Regions from separate parts of the Acanthopagrus latus genome. Here region 1 is linked to region 2. Evidence: chromatin contacts called from public Hi-C data. All regions are on one chromosome and are shown on one strand. The core of a region is the stretch at or near the end of the contact, and the rest is flanking DNA. Distances in the headings are between cores, read along the strand shown. Region 1 holds the start of LOC119024740 (F-actin-capping protein subunit alpha-2). Region 2 holds the start of tes (testin).

Region 1 (3,894 bases), core at 449-2,948, 210 kb after region 2:
ACTATGTCACCGACTAACCAGCCAGTACGTTACAACTAAGTTCATTACTCACTTACTATTTTTAACATTTCTGTTTTATGTACCTACATTGTCTATTTCGTGACATGACTCTCAACAAATTACATTGTCTAAGTTTGTCAAGTGTGCACGTGTAGAGGACACGGGACTTTTTTCTTGCAATGGTGTATATCCACCTGAAGGATCTGACGACTGAAGGCAGCAGCTATCTGGTAAACATCCAACTACAGTGGAGCTAGGCTTGGGTCACATACTGCATGCGCGCGTCACACTGCATGTAGACGTGTCACACTGCACGCATCAGGAAGATGAAATGAAAAGACTTCAGTGACTAAAAGGATCCTTTCAATCAGACTTCCTTCTCCTCAGTGCTCAAACAACCATCTGTGATAATATTTAACAAACCTCTCCCTTTGTTTCTCCCCGTCTCACTCCCTCAGCCCCGTCTCTGTGTTGCTGTGGGCTTTTCGCATTCAGTGTTGAGTTACATGTTATCTTTTTGTTGCTGGCAGCGTGAAAGAGAATGAGTCAGACAGTGAAACTGATATCATTCCTCTCTCAAGCAGATGAGTCTTGGACAGGACCCTGCTAGCTTTGGATATTTGTCTTAGCTCGCCATCTAGTGGTGGAACACCCAGCATACACAATGTGACAGCATCTCTGGGAAATCACAGGGCTTCCCCAAAATGTTTTGATGATGAAGAAGACATACTTTTGCAAAAAATATTACATTTTATTAATGGATGGGAGAGATGTGCTTTTTTCCTCCAATATCTCTTGCCACCTACTCGTGACCGTCACAGAAAGATTAGTTGTTTCACCGATTATTTGGTTAATCCGAGTGTTGGGGGGGGTACTTTTCTTAGGTCACGACCACTCATTTCTAGAACAATGGACAGAAGGAGTTCTTTGCCTCTGAACTTACCAGATGGGGTTCAGAGGTTAAAACTGTGTCTGTTGGGGTTCATAACATGAGACATTGAAAACCTACACGCTCTGCAATTCTAACAGACTGACAGCTAACTAAATACTTCAAATGAGATGCAAACAGAAGAGCATTTTTTCTTGTTTTATTTCCAAAAGCTGCACAAAAATGATTCAAGATTCATAATTCAAGATCAATTTAATTGACATCATACAGCCAGGATTGTAGAACAAAATTATATTTTAACTCCTACTATGTTATTTGTAAAGACAAAATGATATAAATAATGATTAAATAGCCAAATAAATATTGCACTCATAGATACCAGCCGCGTAAATCCACGTGATTTATTTTGGATCAAGATCCATGCCTTATTCTCTGAGAAATTCACGAAAATTTTCAAAAATCACCCACAATCTCACAATGTTAAAGAAAACTAGAATTAAGATCCACACCTAAAGTCCCATCCTCCATCGAAGTTTCGTGGAAATCCGATTCAGCAGTTTTTGTGTAATGGGAGGTAACACAAAATCCTCAAGAATTAAATCTGTTCCTGAGCATATTCTTTTTGACAGTGAGTGTGATTATATATGGAGTGATCCCAGAAGGATGATCTTGCATACAGCAGCCCTGGATATAAGGATATATAAATGCGTTATTTTTAATTCAATTATCTAAATTATTCTTTGAAATTGTCAAAATACCCATGCTGCATGTGACAGCCACTGAAGGCACAGCCAGTGACAGAGCATCAGTCACCACTCTTTAACACTGAGCTCAGCCGAGCTGGGAATCCACCCATGTGATGACGTCACGGGGCTCTGACAAGCTGGTGGTGCCGGAAGAAAAGATGGCGGATCATGAGGAGCAGCTATCCGACGAGGAAAAGGTAAGATGCCAAATAAATCGCTAGATAAACTCCAGCGGGGGCACGTTAGCGCTCGTTTTTGAGTTGCATTTGAGTGTGTCTGTCGGTGCGTCCCGGCGTCGACCGGCGCAGTTGAATTTGGAGAAAACCCAGGCCTCATCACAACCGCTGCTGCTTCTGCTCTTATTATTTTTAGCTCAACTTCCGCTCATTTGCGAATCTCAAACGGAGGCTCCTTGTACGGTCCTGACTCAAAATAGGAGCCGTGTTCAAATTATAATTTCAACTAAGCTCGCCACCCGCACCGCTTTCGTTGTGTGGACATGTCGTTTCCCCCCTGTGTCTCTGGCTGCCTGTGTTAGGGAAGTTTCATACACCAAACATCGCTAGCTAGTTAGTTTAGCATAGCCGCAGCCTGCTAGCATACAGCTACACTTACCAACACGCCCTTTTCGCTGTTTGATACCGCTTTTCTGTCGGCACGCATAAAACACTGGAAGTGGTGGATTGTCCGATTATTTGACGTGGAGCAGGATTTAATTCGTCGTATGACATCAACTATGGGCATTATACAAGCTAGCTTGCTAATCGCTATACCTCTAATAAATAGCGTTCCAGTCAGTAAAAAGATGTATGAACTGACGTTAGGCTACGAGCTCCACTTGATCCACGACGTGAGGTTTTATTGATCATTTGCGACGTGTCTTTTACATATGCTCTTCATATTTAAAAGTCAACTCTAAAGCTCTCCCACCAGCATTTATTATTTAAAAAAATAACCGAGCACTGTTTTGCAAATTATGTAATCAAGCCCATACAGTACAGGCTTCCTACCCCTTTACACCCCTGCTAGTGTCTGCCCTGTTCATTTTCTCATTTCCTTAAAAGTGCATACACAGACACACACACAGCCAATACCCTGACACAACATGAGTGTTCGACTGCATGTGCCTGAACTGTCTGCACTTAAGTGTAATTTCCTGCTCAATGGGTTGACTTCATTTTGCAACCACATTTTGGTCTGTGTTAAGCTGTGTTTGCATTTTGGTTAGATGTGTTGGAAAACAGATTTGAGAGAGGGAAGTCAGTGTGATTTCTGCTGCTTGAAACACTTTTGGTAAAATTATTAATAAGTTAATTGACAATTTGGGAACTGCTATTTTTTGTTTGAGTTAGCCGGAAAATATGGCATGAATTAAATGGGTGCAGCTGTGAAGATTTGCTTGATTTATTTTTTTAAAATGTTGTACATTTTTATTTACTTTATTTCAATGTTTCACTCGATTATTCTGTGATATATCAGATTTCTCTCTCAGCCTGGTTGATTACCAGATCTGATACGTTCTCTCTGATCATTGGAATCAGTGGTGTTTTCTCTTTATCTGGTCTTTAGTCCAATTGTAGATAAAATTGATTATCTTTTCTCTAAAAGAATTTGCTCCTTTGGCTCTGATGCAGCGTGTAATCTACAAACAAACAAACAATGTAGACTCTTTGCCTCCAAAATGTAGTGGAAAATGGAAATAATATGAAGTACAAGCCCCTTAAGTCAAGTTAATGTACTGTACTGTAGTTACATTCCATCACTGTTTATTTTGGGTTTTGATAAATTCAGAACTTGTTTTTGTCTCTGTCAGACCTTATAGGCAAACATCTCTATAAGCTAGATAATATCATTAATCACAATAACTTGTGATGTGTATTCAACATTTTTCAAAATGTCTTTTTTAATTAACCCAACGATTAAATACAGAAATATTCAGTAGATTAATGAATAGTGAAAAAGCTGTAGTTGCAGCCTTGATCATAATGACACACAGAGAAGTATGTGTTTACTTGTTTACTCGATACCCCGTGTGTATCCATCTTTACCCTGCAGTCAAAATTCCCACCAAGCTTGTTAATATCACAGTTAAACCATTATGAGCATTCTTCTGTATAAATGGTTGTGAACTTTTCCGTTGCCAGGTTATGTAATACGCCATTCAGAGTTAAAACAAGGCCTGGTTTTATTTTCTTCTGTTCCACAGCAGTCTGAGTCAGAAGTTTTTTAGAGTTTAGGCATCTCACTGACCCGCGGGTG
Region 2 (4,018 bases), core at 589-3,088:
ATGTTATGTTATGTTATGTTATGTTATGTTATGTTATGTTATGTCATGTCATGTCATGTCATGTCATGTCATGTCATGTCATGTTATGTTATGTTATGTTATGTTATGTTATGTTTCCCCCCTGTTGATGTACATTTCTTTCGGGGCTTTCAGCTTTTCAGCTGCTCTTTGGTTTCTTCGAGCTCTTGGAGAAGTCTCTGTTGAGACATGTCTGTGTGGTGCTCGCTAGAGTACATTTCCTTCAGTTGGGTTAGGGTTATATTCTGTCTCAGAAAAATACTGTGAAAAGTACTGTCTCTGATGAGCTGATAGAGTCCTGTTGTTGTTTGCTGTTTTATCACGTATTCACAGCTGTGTCACTGGAAGATGAGGCGTCGGACTGAAGAAATGTCCTGCAAACCTGCAGTTTAGACCTGCTAAAATAAAATGCTGGCACGACAACTGGATGGTTTCTCACACACACACACACACACACACACACACACACACACACACACACACACACACACACACACACACAAATCCCATCTTTTTTGACTTTTGACTTTCTACACATTTCAAGCTGAGGTTCACAGCACCTTTGTCATGACAATCCTCCAGCTCCATTACACATGGTTGGGCCGTGGTAAGTTTTGGATGCGGCAGAGGAAATGACAGCATCTCTGGAAGTGGGAGAACACAGCTGTCTGAGAGTTTACAGATGTTAAGTAAATGTTGTATTACAGATGTTCATACCAGACAGCAAAGATCAGACATCAAAGTGAGGCTGAGTGTTGCTGAAAAACAGCATCCAAACTCATTCAACCCTGACAGATAGGCGTCCTACAATCGACCCTGTCAGGGAGTGACAGTGGTGTTTCCTTTGCAAAGGCCAGCGGCAGTCCACAGAGGAAGTTGCTAACCACATTGTTTCCTGTCACTGGGGCGACACTGCAGCTGTTTCACACAACCATGAAACATCAGATCACAAAACAAACCAGCTGTGGTGTGCGGTTTGTGCCAGCATGTACGTGTGAAGGCGCGTTCCAATGTGTGGATCTACGACTACATTCAAAACGGAATGATTTTTTTTAAAAAAAACAAAGACAAATTTAACAACATTTATTGACATATTTCTCTTGTTTCTATAACGCACCATCAAAAATCACTAAACATAATTGTCAGGGCAATAACAGTCAAGTCATTGGTGGAAAATACAGCGAGTTTAGAATCTGAGCTGCTGCAGGTTGAATCTGTCAAAACACGGACATCCTTTGTTATGACAAGAGCACGCCCCCTACTGCTCTCTGATTGGTGCTTCTGCGCCATCGGGCCCGCTATATCCATTTGTATTGGTTGATATGATGATCTGTCAAAGCACAAGCGCCGCCTTTTAAATCAATGAAAAGTGAACGGGACCTTCGGAGAGAGAGCCACGTCAAGCTCGAGAGAGGACGTAAAGACGTTCCCGGAAGTGAGGGAACTCGATCTTCTAAATAAAATAATTGAAACCCAATTTACCCCAAATTGTTGGGCCAGCTCCTTCCATGGTAGTTTACTGCGATGTGTGTGTATGTGAATGGTTAAATTCACATACACATTTCAAAAAGAACATTTAACTTGCAATAGCCTGTTTTCCTCAAGTCTACATGTAAGCCTAGACAGATCTTTCTGTATCTTATTATTCTTTTTTTTTTTTTTAGTTTTGCCGCAGAATTAATAATATTCCGCTTTAAATACCTTTTATTCATAATTTGATCGTCTCGGTTTGTCGGTTTATCATTTCCACCGGCTGTACCCGTGGGATTGGTAAACCCCCTGAACGAGGGTTTTATTTTGAAAGCACGGACCGGAAACCCTTTCGTCCATTTTGTTACGATTGACGTCAGTGCGGAGCAGGACCTCCGAGGGGAAAGCAGACCGTGAACCGGGTTGTTTCATTATTCCTCCGGACCGGTTTCTGTTTGTTAAAACAGCTTTTTTTACAGTTGCTGTTCGATTCGTCTGGACCGAGTCAACTCCTCGCTGACAAACGCTAAAATGGAGATAGAGAAGGAAGTGAAGAAGGTAAGCTGTCCTCCAGAGTGCTCGGCCAGACGGGGCACGCCCTGAGAAGGTGTGCCGAGCACGGGGCAGGTGGCGAGAAAAGTTACAGTATCACAGCCAGACTTTGTTGTTCGCTTGGAACCTTTCATTTCGATCGTGTTTCAGAGTCATTTTTTTGCGTTTTCATTGATAATAAAAGATAAATAAAACGATATAAATATGAAGCAATAGCTAGTTGAAAGATGTAACAGCAAGCACTTGTCTGTTGATTTGGTTGGAAAAGTAACGCTGGAGCTGCCTGACTTGTTAGCAGGAGAACTTCCTGTTAAGAAAGTCAGCGCCAAATTGCATCTGAAATTTTGGCAACTTAGTGTCACCCTCTATATGAACCAAACTCACAAGCTCTGTAACATGTTATTAATCTTTTAGCAAAATAACTGAATAAATAACGAAGTTCGGCATGCATGTTGTGCACGAAACAGCTGTAGTTTATAGAGTGTTGATGTTTTAGTTTTCTATTGGTGTGCATTTAAGTATATTTCTATAACAACAAAGTCATCGTGAGAGTAAGGGCAGACTAGTTGCGAAAGCAAAGAATAAGTGCTTCTTATAAAGTTTATACAACTGCCAAATTATAGAGCTAATCTCAGTAGTTCTTGAAAGAAAAAAAAGAAAACAAGGTTTGTTTTTTAGTCTTAGAGATTGATTAGAATTGTTCAACAGAGTCAATCCACAGGATGTTAATTCATTTCAGAGAGTTTACTTTAGATGCACATGGTTGCTGGGCACATGTTGAATTCATTGCACGTCTGGCATACATTGAATTCCTTCTTAAAAATCTGCACATGACCCAGTCATAGTGTAACTAATTGGAAATTGACGCATTGTTGGAATTGTTTAGTGTGCCCTTCAGTTTGGATCTCAATTGATGTGACACTGGAAATTAGTAGTTCAAAACATCATTTTTGGTGACCCAGGGGCTCTTTTCAGGGGTGATTATCCTGGCAGGCACTGTTGGTAATCCATGCTGTTAAAAATCTGATCCGTGTGATCCGAAGATGATGAGGTGTGTAGTAGCTGAGCTGCAGCAGCAATCACTCAATAAGATGTAACATCTGCATTGGGGATATGTATGTACCAAACACAGTTTGTTTCTAGGATAAGTCATGTACGTGCAGACACAAACAGTTAAAATTAGATGAAGCACATAAAAAATGCCTATGCTGTGTGTGGCATGAAACTAACAGATAGTTTGCTCCCCACAGTGTGTACTACTCCAGGATTCACCATTCATTGTGTCTTTCTACAAGGTCGTTTGACTCTATTTTTGGCATTAGCCAGCCTGTAATAGAGCCAAGATGTCTTTATATGTCTGCAGATATATTGCTAGTTGCTGATCAGTTAGACTAAACAAAGTCAACTCAAGTAAAGTGCATTGAACCTTGTTTATACAGTATATACAGTAAACTGCTGTTGGTAAGTGGGTCTGCGCAGCTGGATGACCCAGACGGACACAGTCGGACATCTGTTTTTAATCCCTGGAGGAGATAAGCCTTCAGCGGCTGCAGGTCGCCAGGCGTTCCTCAAGCAGCAAGAGGCAGCTGTAATTATTGTCAAAATGTAACTGCCCCTTTTAACCTGTGTGTTTAGGTAATATTATGCTCAATTAAGCTCATGCAGTCTTCCAAAGAGAGCGCTGAGGTAATAAATTGCGACTATGAGCGCACTGTGTACAGGCTGGCAAATCATCATCACTGCAATTTTATTAGATTTGAGTTGTTTTTGGTGATCTCCACTCTGAAGTTGTGACCTTGTCTTGAGTCACATTCTTTTCCAAACATCTAAATGGCTGTTGAAGTTGCCATGGATGAAGATTCTGAGGGAAAATTTGCAACAGAGAAGAATCATGTAATCCTTTGCGATTTTTGGCAAGCGGTCACAAAAATGCAACATGACAAAATCAAAACAGAAAACTGTCTCCAAAGCGATGGCA

Evidence for each region. Hi-C and Micro-C count contacts between places; a contact is called where the count stands out from the background.
Region 1: a contact with region 2 is called in a Hi-C map of muscle, with 2.5 times the contacts expected there. The contact joins the promoter of LOC119024740 here to the promoter of tes in region 2. A contact is called at or near these places in 3 of 4 Hi-C or Micro-C datasets (liver and muscle).

The regions. Positions count from the first base shown.
Region 1 is chr8:20,425,215-20,429,108 of fAcaLat1.1, forward strand. LOC119024740 (F-actin-capping protein subunit alpha-2) reads left to right here and starts at 1,699. Exons shown (of 10, transcript XM_037107809.1): 1 at 1,699-1,832. The coding sequence starts at 1,749.
Region 2 is chr8:20,211,032-20,215,049 of fAcaLat1.1, forward strand. tes (testin) reads left to right here and starts at 1,839. Exons shown (of 9, transcript XM_037107653.1): 1 at 1,839-2,046. The coding sequence starts at 2,020.